2 separate regions of the Mus musculus genome follow, and region 2 is linked to region 1. Evidence: chromatin contacts called from public HiChIP or PLAC-seq data. All regions are on one chromosome and are shown on one strand. The core of a region is the stretch at or near the end of the contact, and the rest is flanking DNA. Distances in the headings are between cores, read along the strand shown. Region 1 has its middle 21 kb from the start of Gm34052. Region 2 has its middle 200 kb from the start of Gm34052.

Evidence for each region. HiChIP or PLAC-seq counts read pairs in DNA pulled down with a chosen protein or histone mark.
Region 2: an H3K27ac HiChIP or PLAC-seq map of hepatocytes shows a contact between it and region 1, with 5 times the contacts expected there. The contact joins two enhancer-like sites. A contact is called at or near these places in 2 of 484 Hi-C or Micro-C datasets (adipose-derived mesenchymal stem cells and myocytes) and 1 of 115 datasets of contacts at active chromatin or transcription factors (hepatocytes).

What each region holds. Positions count from the first base shown.
Region 1 is chr7:39,838,568-39,845,538 of GRCm38.p6, reverse strand. No RefSeq gene overlaps it. Among named protein-coding and RNA genes, the nearest start is that of Gm34052, 21 kb to the left of the region's middle. Within about 2 kb of position 3,333, at least 3 of the 459 cell types and tissues checked have an H3K27ac peak or open chromatin away from gene starts, as enhancers often do. A contact at or near this core is called in hepatocytes, where this site is marked.
Region 2 is chr7:40,055,693-40,061,877 of GRCm38.p6, reverse strand. No RefSeq gene overlaps it. Among named protein-coding and RNA genes, the nearest start is that of Gm34052, 200 kb to the right of the region's middle. Within about 2 kb of position 2,872, at least 1 of the 459 cell types and tissues checked has an H3K27ac peak or open chromatin away from gene starts, as enhancers often do. A contact at or near this core is called in hepatocytes, where this site is marked.

The sequences.
Region 1 (6,971 bases), core at 2,084-4,583:
TCATCTGGTCTTTAAAAAAAAAAATCACTCTACAGTACAGTCACTTAACTTTTCCAAATTCAAATTCATCAAATAAGCCATGACTAATACCAGATTCTGTTTCTTAGCAATGGTACTGACCCACCTTTTTCAAAGGCTGAAGGCTGATGTGTAACCGAGAATATATCCACCTACCCGTTGGCTGACACACACACTTGTTTGAGTCTACAAACACTATTTACCTGAAAATGTTTCAAGTCCCTAAAATCAAGCAAACGAGAAAGTATGGTGCAATTGCCACAGGCATCCTCAGTAGCCTTCTGGTAACTGACATTATTAGGATGCTCTTTGTTAACTTAGAGTATTTTCTAAAGAATTGCACTGTGTCCTCTTTTCCCTTGATTTCCAGAAGACCAGTGCCTGACAACTGCCTGAAGGAAAATATAGAAGAATATGACAGATCTAGAGAGTTGCAATGGGTCCTGGTGATGATACAGCCATCACCATTAGTCTTAGCACTTTGAAGTATTCCAGTCTAACACCAACTGGCCACATTTGCCTGAGTGTTCTCTCTTATCAAACCTGAGGAAGGCTGAAGGTGCCAGGGCAATAACTTCTAGAAGCAGCTATTACCTGATAACTACAGAGAGCTGGTGAGGAAGTACCTCAATGACCTCACTCTTCCTGGATAACTCAGAATCGATCCAGCGCTAGGTCCCAGAGTGCCCATGTTCACTGCGAAATCTCTAGACAATTTATCCATTAGCATCTGTCAACTCTACAACGAGGTTTCTATCTCTGCATATAAATGAATCTTTAACCATATTTACTTCCTTTATTAATCTTTCTTATCCCATTCCTCTCCTTCCCTCTCCCTTTTTACATGCTCACTATTTCTCTTTCCACCTTGGGGTCCTTTTTCTTCCCATCCTAGGTTCTACTTATACAAGAAAATCAAACATGGCTGTCTTTGGGAACCTGTCTTACTGCTTCACAGGATGCAGTGGTTTGAATGAGAATGGCCCTTGTAGGCTCCTGTGTTTAAATGATTGATCCCCAGTTAGCATAACTGTTTGGGAAGGATTAGGAGGTGTGACCTTGTTAGCAAGGTGTGTCCCTGGGGGCAGATGGATCTGATATTTCAAGAGCTCACATCATTCCCAGTTAGATCTCTCTCTCTCTCTCTCTCTCTCTCTCTCTCTCTCTCTCTCTCTCTCTCTCTCTCTCTCTCCCCTCACTCCACCACCCTCTCTCTGTGTCTCTTGCTGATGGATGTGAGCTCTCAGCTACTGTTCCAATACCATGTCTACCTACCTTCTACCACGCTCCCTGCCATCACAGCCAAATGAGCCCCAAATTAAATGTTTTCTTTTATAAGATGCCTTGGCCATGGTGTTTTGTCACAGAAATAGAAAAGTAGCTAAGACACATGATGATCAACTCATTTCCCTGCAGATGTCCTGACTTCATTCCTATTTATAGCTATGCAATGCATCATGGTGCATATCCAGTACACTTTAGTTATTCCTTCCTCTGTGATGGGCAGCTAAGTTGACTGCCTAACTTTGCTGTTGGGAATAGCACTGTGCTAAGTGTGGGCCATGTACACATCTCTATTGGGAATAGCACTGTGCTAAGTGTGGGCCATGTACACATCTCTACTGATGCTGAGCTGGATCTTTTGGCTATATACCACACGCATGTACGCCATCTGGATGTGTGCCATGTGGCTATGAGGAGGTCAGAGGACATTTTGTTGGCATTTGTTCTCTCCCTCTACCCTGTGAATTCTTGGAAATAAGCATCAGCCATGATGGCTTGTGCCTTTACCCACTGGCTCATCTCTCTGGCCCTTTGTGTGATTTCTCTCCTGAATAGTCTTATGTGGCCCAGCCTGGTTCAAAATTAACTACGTTACCACCAAGGCTGGCCTTGAACTATCAGCGATCTCCTTGCTTTGATCTTCCAAGTGCTGAGACTCTAGGCATGGAACACTATGTCCAATTTCAGATTCATTTTTAGGAACCACCATATGTATTTCCGTAGTGATCAAATTAATTTACATTCCCTGACATTCTCAACTATACTTCTTGCTCTTTTGCTAGACAATCAGTTCAACATGCTCCAAAATATTAGGAATGGGGAAAACATCTGTGTTTCCTGACTTTTGCTGTATTTATTCTTAATCCTGAAACATAGACAAGTTGTGCCTAATACTGAGCCTTGCCTCTCAGCAAACCATTTCAAACAGAACCCTAAACCTCTTTTGTGCTAGGCATCAGTCGGTGATTGCTAACAGGAGGGAGTAAACTGATTCCCTAGGCCCAAATACATAATTTTAAAAGTTTAAATTCACTATTCTAGAAGTTCTGTCCTAAGATGGTGCTAGATCACTGGATTTCACAGTACTCATTGCCTCAAATACACAATTTCAGTTACAATTATATATACATTTATTATAGGTAGTTACAAATATATAAATATATGAATAACTGAAATAGTAATCTCAATTTTCATTAAAAATCCTTCAAGATTATTAATTATAATTTACATTCTAAAATTTAAACCTTCAGAATTTAATTTCTTGTTAATGTACAATTCTTTAATAGAAAGAATACTTAATCACCAAAAGTATTACTCTTAAAACAACTGTCAAGCCTGGGTGAAGTGGAAACATCTAGATTCTTTGGAAAGTCGATTGTGTTACTTGGTGTTTTGCCAAAGCAGACAGGTGAAGGAACATTTAGCTGAAGTAGACACAGATGAAAGGATGTTTCGCTAAGGCAAGCATGTGAAAGGTCGAATGATGAAGGACTCTTCGCTAATGACATGCACCGTATTGGTTCTCCTTACATGCACATTTTTTGAGCTCCATTTGTTGTGACTCCATAGAAAGAAATGCACCCCAAAAACTTTTCATAAGGTTCCTGTGGCTTCTTGCCACTTCTGCAGACTTAGATCAGTTAGCAGAGTGATGTCAGCTGATATAGACTCTCTTGGAATTTTGCTAAGACAGACTCATGTGTTGAGCAAGACACATGATGAGGCTAAGACAGACTCATGTATTGAGGCAAGACCCATGGAGAACATGTGATGTTTGGAGGGAGTATAAATAGGACCTAAGGGACAGTGATAAGGGGCTTGCTTGTTTCTTTATCTTGTGTCTTTCCTAATTTCTGATTTGTTGAGAGAGGCACAGCAAAGAATTTCCCCTGTTATCCTTGCGGGTCCTAATCCCTCCTGCTGAATCCATCCAATTCAGCTAAGAACCAACTCTTTCTGCTAGGTCATGACACTACTGAACTGGACTGCTGATCTATTTGTGAAGTGTCTGTGAGCAGATCAAGCTGCCGCTGCTGACCTATGAACTGAACTACTGATTTCCTGATAATGCAGATGGGGTTTGCTCCAAAGAACAATCTTTAAACAGGTCCATTTCCCCTGTACCTTAATAACCTTCCTTTTCCACTACCTCTGGTGGGTAGTGAGCTAGAAGGGAGGTTCGAGCATGTAAGAACCATTATTAAAATTAGGGTTGAGAAAATTTAAGCCTATACCTAGGGCTAAACCAATAAATTGAGGATGATTTCCAGAAGTGTCCTGAGTCAAGACTCAGAACCGTTAAGTTCTGAAAACTGAAACCAAAATTGTCACAGACGTTAAAGGTGAAGCTGGAGTTGATTTTCAGGCCTCCAGGGTTTGGTTCTACAGAAACTCTCTGGATGGCAGAAACCTAGAAATGTAAAACTGTAAGATGGCAATCACAGCATCTACTCTTTTTTTCAATGCCACCTACTTGTTTATTACCACTGCAATATTTGCACCAAAGTACATAGCAATGATAGCAGGTTTCTTTTGAAAGCTTAGTATTCGATACTAAATATCTCCACCGTTTTGATACTACATTACTGTTGCAGGCAAGAAGATAGATACATATAGTTAGTATAGCAACAGTTACACTTTATTATGCTGAGGGTTATTACACAAAGTTCATACCCTAAATTCCTAACTAAGGTCCTAATCCTATCTCCCCAAAGCTGTTCACCTGATCGACTTAGCTAAAGGTCAGGTCCAGTGTTAGTATTTGATTCAAGGGTCAGGATCCTGAGGGAGACTCTTCAACCGCAAGGCAGATCAAGGTGACGTCTCTCCAGATGTGCAGAGACGAGCATTGCTCTTGGTGTCTGCTAATATACCATCCAGTGAGTGTCATAGGGTTCTAGGGCTGTGTCTGGTTATCCTGAGTGAGTGATGTCACTGAGTCCGGTTATTAGATGCAGCCTTGGGTGTGGTGGGGATCCTGACTAAGCTATTTTTACATGTCTAAAAGACTCTTTTCTTTACTATGCTCATTACAATTATTCTTCCAAGAAGAAAGTTTTAAAACTCAAGCTACTTCAAGCTGAGATGCACTTCCATGGTTAGCTGGGCTACAATCAAGGTGATAGGTTTTTTTGTTGGTTGGTTGGTTTGAGGGTTTGTTTGTTTGTTTGTTTGTTTGTTTGTTTGTTTTCCTGCCATATATAAGCAGGTCTAGGCCCTAGAAAGGTGGGACCAAGGTATGATTGTTTTGTTTTGTCTTATTTTAAGATCTCCACAGGTTAGTCAGCATTTACTCTTAACAGCTGTAGCAGAGAGACTACAGAAATGCAAGGCAGCTGTGTGATCCACCCAGAACACCTACTCGTGTTAAACAGGGTTGAAGAGGGGTTTTTTGTTTTGTTTTGTTTTTGTTTTCTGGTGGCAAGCACTAAATCCCTGGACTGCAACTCTAGCTCTTAATATTTTGGAGACAGGATCGTGCTGTGCACCCTAGGCTGACCTTGAACTTTGGATACACCGCCTCCATCTTCCAAGTGCTGGGTTTACAGGTGTCTGCTGCCATACATGGCTAATATCGTCTTGTGTTAATGAAAGGATTTGTTTCCCTTGACATTTAATTGCAAAATACAACATTAAATATTATGAAGTATCAATAGTAATAAGTGTTATTAGAAATCCAAATGATATGCCACAAGTATGAGGCAATTACTGTCTGGAGCTCCTTACCACTAACCTTTCCTTTCTACCTATCCCGTGGGTCTTTATATCTCATCCCTCCCCTGATTATATATCTCTTTGCAAAGTGTATACTCCACGGCATTAGTGTAACTCTGACAGTCTCGACTCTTCTTGTGCATAAACTGCATCCCGAATCACATCAGAATCCTCCCAGGGCAAGATCCCTTGGTAGCCAGCCTGTCCCATCTCCCACAGCACATCACTCACTGCTGGCCTGTTGTGATAATCCTGCCCAAATCTATTTTGCTAGGATACCAACCTAAGTTGAAAGAGTGCGTGTGCGGGGAGGAGCTTAAGAAACCCCTCCTGAGGACCAGTGGTCACTAGGTCTGTAGGATTCTGTCTGAGATCATTTCTAGTTTAACTTACAGCAGACTATAGAATGAGCAGTAATTTTTTTTTCTTTCTATTTTTTATTTTGGAGATTATAGTATAATTACAACATTTCTTCTTTTCCTTTTTTCCCTCCAAACTCTTCCAAATAATCACTCAACCTTCTGCCCCCCTCACAGTCCCTCCCCCATCCCCCTAACTCCCACCCCCTCCTTCCCTTCTCCTCTGAGAGGGTAGAGGATTCCCCTGAGTCTCCCCCCACCCTGGCACCTCAAGTTCCTGCTGGGTGAGGTGCATCTTCTCCCACTGAGCTAGGGGAATGTATTCCACAGACAGGCAACAGCCTTAGGTACAGCCCTCAACTCCAGTTGTTGGGGAACCCACATGAAAACAGAGCTGCACATCGAGCAGTAACTTTAAAAAAAAAAAAAGTAAATTTTATGTGTATTTATTTGCCTGCATATGTGGACCTGAATGTGTGCCTAACTCCTATAGTGATCAGTGTGAGAGACCAAACCATAGGAAACTAGGTCCCACCCTAAAGAGCCGGCTGACCCTTTGAAGGGAATTATGTCACCCCCTCCTTCATTGCCTCCACCTGGCGCCTGAGACTGCCAGCTTCACTCCCTTCTTCACTTGGCGCCTAGAACTGCTTAGATTAAGGCAGCTTTACCTCCTCCTCCATGTCTCCATTTGGTGCCTGGGACTGTTTATGGCACTCCAAGATAGCTACAAGATGTTTGATGGCTTCCTGGGACTGTGAGGTCAGGGCTGGCACCCCAAGATAAACTGCAGAATGTTTGAAGGCCGCCCGGGACAGTTTTAGGGCCGATATTCCAGGATAAGTTGCAAGAAGCCTGTAATCAGCATTCGCCCCAGATGTCCATCCCTTTCTCTGTATTTTATTATGCCCCCTCGACCCCTCCCTATTTTCATTCACTGTGTGCTTATAATCAGGCTCCTAGCCTTCATCAAACAGACCTTGACAACTCTTTGCTTGGTCTCGATTCCCTTTCTCCGCTCATTTTTCTTTCAGGCCCTGGTCCTCCTCGACCCACGGAATAACTAAATCCTGCTGGACGGGACAGATCAGAAAGAAAAGGGGGTCAGATCCCTCTGAAATAGGTGTTACAGGTGACTTTCAGTCACTGCCCTGTGGGTTTTGTAAACCGAAGTAAGTGTAGCCAATGCTCTTTTTTTTTAATTAGATATTTTCTTTATTTACATTTCAAATGTTATCCCCTTTCTTGATTTCTCCTCCTAAAACCCCCTATCTCCTCTCCTCTCCCCTTGCTCACCAATCCACCCACTCTCACTTCCCTTTCCTGGCATTCTCCTACACTGGGGAATCTAGCCTTCACAGGTCCAAAGGCCTTTCCTCCCACTGATGACCTACAAGGCCATCCTTTGCTACATACATGGCTGGAGCCATGGGTCCCTCCATGTATACTCCTAGGTAAATGGTTTAGACCCTGGGAGCTCAGGGGGTACTGGTTCGTTCATACTGTGGTTCCTCCAATGGGGCTGTAAACCCCCTCAGCTCCTTCAGCCCTTTCTCTAGCTCCTCCACTGGGGACCCTGTACTCTTAACTACTCAG
Region 2 (6,185 bases), core at 1,623-4,122, 220 kb before region 1:
TTGTTGCTATAATAGAATACTCTGGCAAAAGCAATTTAGAGGAAAAGGTACATTTTCCTTGAAGTTCCAGAGGTGTATAGTTCATCTTGACAGAGGAGACAAAACAATAGGCAGGGAAAACGTGGCGACAGGACAGGAAGCTGTCTGTTCACATTTTTTTTATCACCACACAGGAAGCAGAAAGTGATAGAGAACAAAATTGAGCCAAACTTAGAAACCAACAAAGCTGCCCTTGGTGATGTAATTCCTTCAGCAAGATTTCACCTCCTAAAGGTTCCATAAGCTCCCTACGTAGCACCACCAACTGGTGACTAAGTTCAATTACATGTGCCCATCGGGGAGGCAGAGGCAGGCAAATTTCTGAGTTCGAGGCCAGCCTGGTCTACAGAGTGAGTTCCAGGACAGCCAGGGCTAAACAGAGAAACCCTGTCAAAAACAAAAACAAAAACAGAAACAGAAACAGAAACAGAAACAGAAACAGAAACAGAAACAGAAACAGAAACAGAAACAGAAACAGAAACAGAAACAGAAACAGAAACAGAAACAGAAGCAGAAGCAGAAGCAGAAGCAGAAGCAGAAGCAGAAGCAGAAGCAGACGCAGACGCAGACGCAGAAGCAAACGCAAACACAAACACAAACACAAACAAACAAACAAAACCTTTCTCATACGTTCCACCAAATCCTCACTCTTCAAAGCAAGGCACTGTCTGTCACTTCTTACTGAACCCAGCACCTCACAATTGAAAACTCTGGATTACAGAACAGTAATTCTGAGCTGTTGACCACAGTAAAGGTTTCTCCAGTTCACATGTGTGCATGGAAGTGAGAGCCCGAGGCTAAACCTCACAGAAACCATTAGATAAAACGAGCAACATTCACAAAAGTGGGAATCCCAGTGACACGAGGGTTTTCGTGGAGGTGCATAGTTTTCCTTCTTTCTTCTTCTTTTTTTTTTCCATTTTTTATTAGGTATTTAACTCATTTACATTTCCAATGCTATACCAAAAGTCCCCCATATCCACCCACCCCCACTCCCCTGCCCACCCACTCCCCCTTTTTGGCCCTGGTGTTCCCCTGTACTGGGGCATATAAAGTTTGCAAGTCCAATGGGCCTCTCTTTCCAGTGATGGCCGACTAGGCCATCTTTTGATACATATGCAGCTAGAGTCAAGAGCTCCGGGGTACTGGTTAGTTCATAATGTTGTTCCACCTATAGGGTTGCAGATCCCTTTAGCTCCTTGGCTACTTTCTCTAGCTCCTCCATTGGGAGCCCTGTGATCCATCCATTAGCTGACTGTGAGCATCCACTTCTGTGTTTGCTAGGCCCCGGCATAGTCTCACAAGAGACAGCTATATCTGGGTCCTTTCAATAAAATCTTGCTAGTGTATGCAATGGTGTCAGCGTTTGGATGCTGATTATGGTCCTTCTTTCTTCTTTGGGTAGTTTTTTTTTTTTTTATTTTGTTTTTTAGATATATAAGGCTGCCTGCAATATAGTACCTAACCCAGGATAGCCTCAAGTCTGAGGACTTCAGATCTCAGTCCCTTTGCAAAGTGCCAGGGTTATGGGCAGTGCCACCATATATTGCCTCAGACTAATGTTAGCTGAGCCCATTTCGCCTGACTTCACTGTCCCCAAGGAATATATTCTTTGGCTGAATCCATCAAAGCACAATAAAGGACCACTATGAACAGCTTCCCTTCACAGCCAAGTAGACATGTCTGTCTATTGTGTTAAATCCCGAAAGGTGAGGTGGTTTTTTTTTTTTTAATTGATTGTGCTTCATGCAGGTTCCTGGATCCTTACCAAGCCTCCTGCCTCTTGACCACAGACACAGTTAATAACCCCTGCAGGTCATGCAGCGTCCCTGCAATTGTCACCTGAGCAGCATGAGGGGGCAGCTCTTTATAGCTAATTAAGAGGAAAGCAGTGTGAAACAGAGGAAGCTGGGGGAGACAGGTTGGAGAAACAGAGAAGGGTTGAAGGGTTCTGTATGCATAACTCAGTTCTTAAAAGGAAAATTCAACTTTAACCTCAGCTGAGTGAAGGAGTGATACAGTGAAATGTGAAATCCAATTATTTCAAAATGATACAAGCAAGCCACCTCAGCACTATATGGAATATATATGGTGGATAAGAATATGGAACTAGCCTGAGTCCGTCTAGTCCCCATATCATCTTACTATGAGGCTTATATCTCACAACCTTCCTCGTATTGCTTTTTAACTTTTCCCCCATACTACTTTCTATAACGTCTCCATAGAGAGAGCATGTATGCCTCGCATTACACTATCTTGGTCACTTTCCCAGAAAGAAACTAAACTCATGAGATCAACTCTGATCTGAACATTTCTCCGTGCTATATTCTCTCTCCCCTGTCCTCAGGAGGCAACGCAGGTGCTTCCCTTAAGCACATTGATTTCTTAAGCAATTATGATTTTGGAAAGATTAACTTCAACCCTTTAAAAGATTTTTATCAATGTATTACATGTATGCTCGGATTTATCTACCAGTCTATCTTGTCTTTCCTTTTCCTGTCACCCACAGGTCCCCTTCTACTTTCATGTCACGTGTATGCATTTTAAGAAAATCTAGATTCTGCCTGTGAGAAACAAGCTGATATTTGCCTGAGTCTGGCTCATCTCACTTAACATGATTATCTCCAGCCCTATCTCTACAAAGCCTCTCGTGCTTTGTCTGTGAAATGCAACACTAGTAAAATTCTCCTGCCTGAGAAGGCGCTGATCCTTAAACAATCAGGCTTCCCTTCATTTCAAAACCCACCTCGAAGCTCACCCAGACCTCTGACTGTATTTGGCTAATAATTTATGAGATCAAAGCATGCCGGGTCTGGCCTGGTTTAGTTATTGGAACATGTTTGTTTGTCATGCTTTGCTTCCAGCTGTGGAGTTAAAAAAAAATATTAAGAGCACAGAGCTCCAGAGAGACAGAGGCAAGGGGCTAAGCAGTGACTCAGTGAATGCAGGATAATCATAGAGTCTGTGAGCTATGAGCAAAGACCAGGGTGAGTCCTGACCTTATATCCCAGCAGAGATTTCTCATTTGTTTCATTTTTGCAGTGTGACCTGTCCTGTTCGAATAATACCGATCTTTTGGAATTTTGAGGCCTAAATAATAAGCATCAGTTATTTAGTCAGTATCTATCATGCATCAGTACTCAATGAATACTCAGTAAGTACAGCTATTATAACAGTGCATTGTAACATCACAATTTTACTACTACTATAACGACCATTAGACTATGACTACTATGATTACCACTGGAAATAGTGCTTTTCATTCAAAGATCTCTCTCTCTCTCTCTCTCTCTCTCTCTCTCTCTCTCTCTCTCTCTCTCTCTCACACACACACACACACACACACACACACACACACATCAAGGCACAAGCATACATAGCCATATGCATGGTGACAAAGTCTCAGAGCTATGACATGTCTGAACCATGGAGCTTTATTGATCAGGAAAAAACTAACAGAAGTTAAAATCTAGTTGGATTATACAGAACCAAAAAAAAAATCACAACAAACAAAACCAAAAGTTTATAAATAATATTATACCAAACTAAAAATTTCAAAACAACAAAAGAAGCAATTTCCAAAGTGAAGAGATGCCACATAAGAGCAGAAAAAGTGGTCAACTGTTCACCTGCCAGGGCAATGCCCAAAATATATAAGGAAAACACACATACAAGTAATACAGTTTATAAATGGGCAACTGACCCTATGGATGGCTTTCAAAAGAAGAAATACAGATTGTTAATAATGGTCCATAAATATTCTGTATTGTCGGCCACCAATGAAATGGCTGTCAAAAGGGAGTGCATAAATGTCCATGAAACCTGAAGAAGGACTTCTTATCCAGTCTGGGAGGAAATGTAAATCAATGCAGCCACCATAGAGGATGATGCAGAGAGAGAAGGCAAACCTGAAGGACATTGATATCCCAAACTCAAGAGAAAGAAAATTGGGAGCTTTTTTAAAAGGTGTCTATAACACAAGCCCTATACCAAAAGCCCAGGGAAAATCACAGAAAGCAGGAAAGAAACGTTCTAAGAGACAGGACCAGAGAGTATGAGGTGAGAAAGTGTCTTCTAGTGTACTACAGCAAAGCTACGCCATAAAATATCCAAACTATGCTAGCCTAAGCAAGACCTGTACAATGCAAGCACTGGTAGACATTCTAGCATAGAGAAATGTCACAAGACCACATCCCCAAATGAAGAGTTACCTGCTGCGGAGAGAGGGGAGATGCATCTTCTCCAAGGAAGAGCTGCCAGGTAAGCTATCCAATCCCTGGTAGTTAGCCCTGAACATGCACACATGTGAGCAACACCACAGTGGGTTATATGTTTATATTTATATGTTTATGTTATTTACATATTTACAATAATCATTAAAGAAGAAGTCAGAAAGGTGAGAGGGAGTGGAGGCGTAGGGGAGTTTAAGAAGGGAGAAATGGGGTGTAAACAATATAACTTCAGTACTCGTTAATGACAATCTCAAAATATCACAAAAACATTTTTAACTTTTTAAAGGCCTTTTGCAGAAAATTAACATTTCCATTTGTTTAAATATGATAGTAAGTATCCCTAAATTCATGAAAAATCAGGCGAAGGTACTGAATATCCACTGTGGATACTTTCTACTTTTTTCTGGATTCGTGCCTTTTACTGTTTGAATATTTTAACTTAAAAGATGGTTGTCCATTTCTTATTTGTTATTTATCTTTCCCTTCTTTTCTTATCATATTTAATTGTTTAAAGTTTTGTACCCATGGAAGGAGTTACAGCAGAGACTGAAGGAATGACCATTCAGAGACTGCCCCACCTGGGGATCCTTGTGATATAAAATTAGTCTAATAAAAAACCCTAAAGAATTAAAGGTCTAGAGGTGAATCTAACATATGGGGTAGGTCTTCCCCTGTTGGTCACATACTGAAAGGAACTCAAATCAACAAACCAGACACCTGCACAGTCATGCTTAGTGCAGCTCTATGAACAGTACAGTCAGCTTAGTTACCCATCAGTGGACAAGAGTGTGGCATATGTACACAATGAGGTACTATTCAGTTAGGAAAAAAAGAACAAATTCCTATCATTTGATGGAACTGAGGGGCACTAGGTTAAGTGAAATAATCCAGAAACAGAAACACAAATACTATGCATTGTATTCATGTTCATAGGTGGGAAATTTAAAAGTCAACCTGAATATAGAACATCAGTACTGGACAAAGGAAGTGAGGACCCTGAGTTTGACCAATGAATGCTGTGTATGGTAGTAATGTATATCTAAGCCCCATTATTGTCTACAATTGAAATGCTAGCTATTTTTATAGTATGAGTATAGGCGGGTGAGTCTCATTATAAGAACTTCATATAAAGCATGCAACATAGATTGATCACATTCATTATGTCTTAGTTACTTTCTTATTTCTGTGAAAAGGAACCAGGACCAAGGCGACTTGTAGAAGAAGGAGTTTATTGGAGATTACAGTTCCAGAGGGTTGAGTCCATAGACATCAAGTCAGGGAGCGCAGCAGCTGGCAAACAAACTTGGCTCTGGAGAAGGAGCTTAGAGCTCACATCTGATCCATAAACATAAACACAAAACAGAGAGAGCTAACTGGGAATGACATGGGCTTTTGAAACCTCAAAGTCCATTCCCAGTGACACTCCAACAAGGTACACTTTCTAATCCTTCCCTGCTACATCCACTCCAGTAGTGACTCACATGACAGGTGAGTTTCACGGATGGTTGTAATATCAGCTGGTTATTGTAAGCAAACTAAAGCAGTTCCACAAAGACAAGTAGGTTTTATTCTCTCATGTGGAATTTAGTGGGAAAGGGGCACAAAGGAAAAAGAGATACTGAGAGAGATCTACCAGAGATGAGAAAGGGAAAGATGGACTAGAAGGCAAGTCCGACTAAGTGGGTGAATATCATTATATCATTAAAGTTCGGTTTATCCAAACATTACCAAAAAAAATCCATTATTTGTATAGTTCAAGTGTTACAAAAAAAAAAGATTCTGAAGAGGATATGGAAACAGAAATCTTTGTGCACTGTTTGGGGAGTGGATATTGGTCTGCCCACTCTGGAAATCAATCTGGAGGTTCCTTAGCAAAGCAAAAATAAAGGGAACTTAGCCACAGCATTTCTAGGC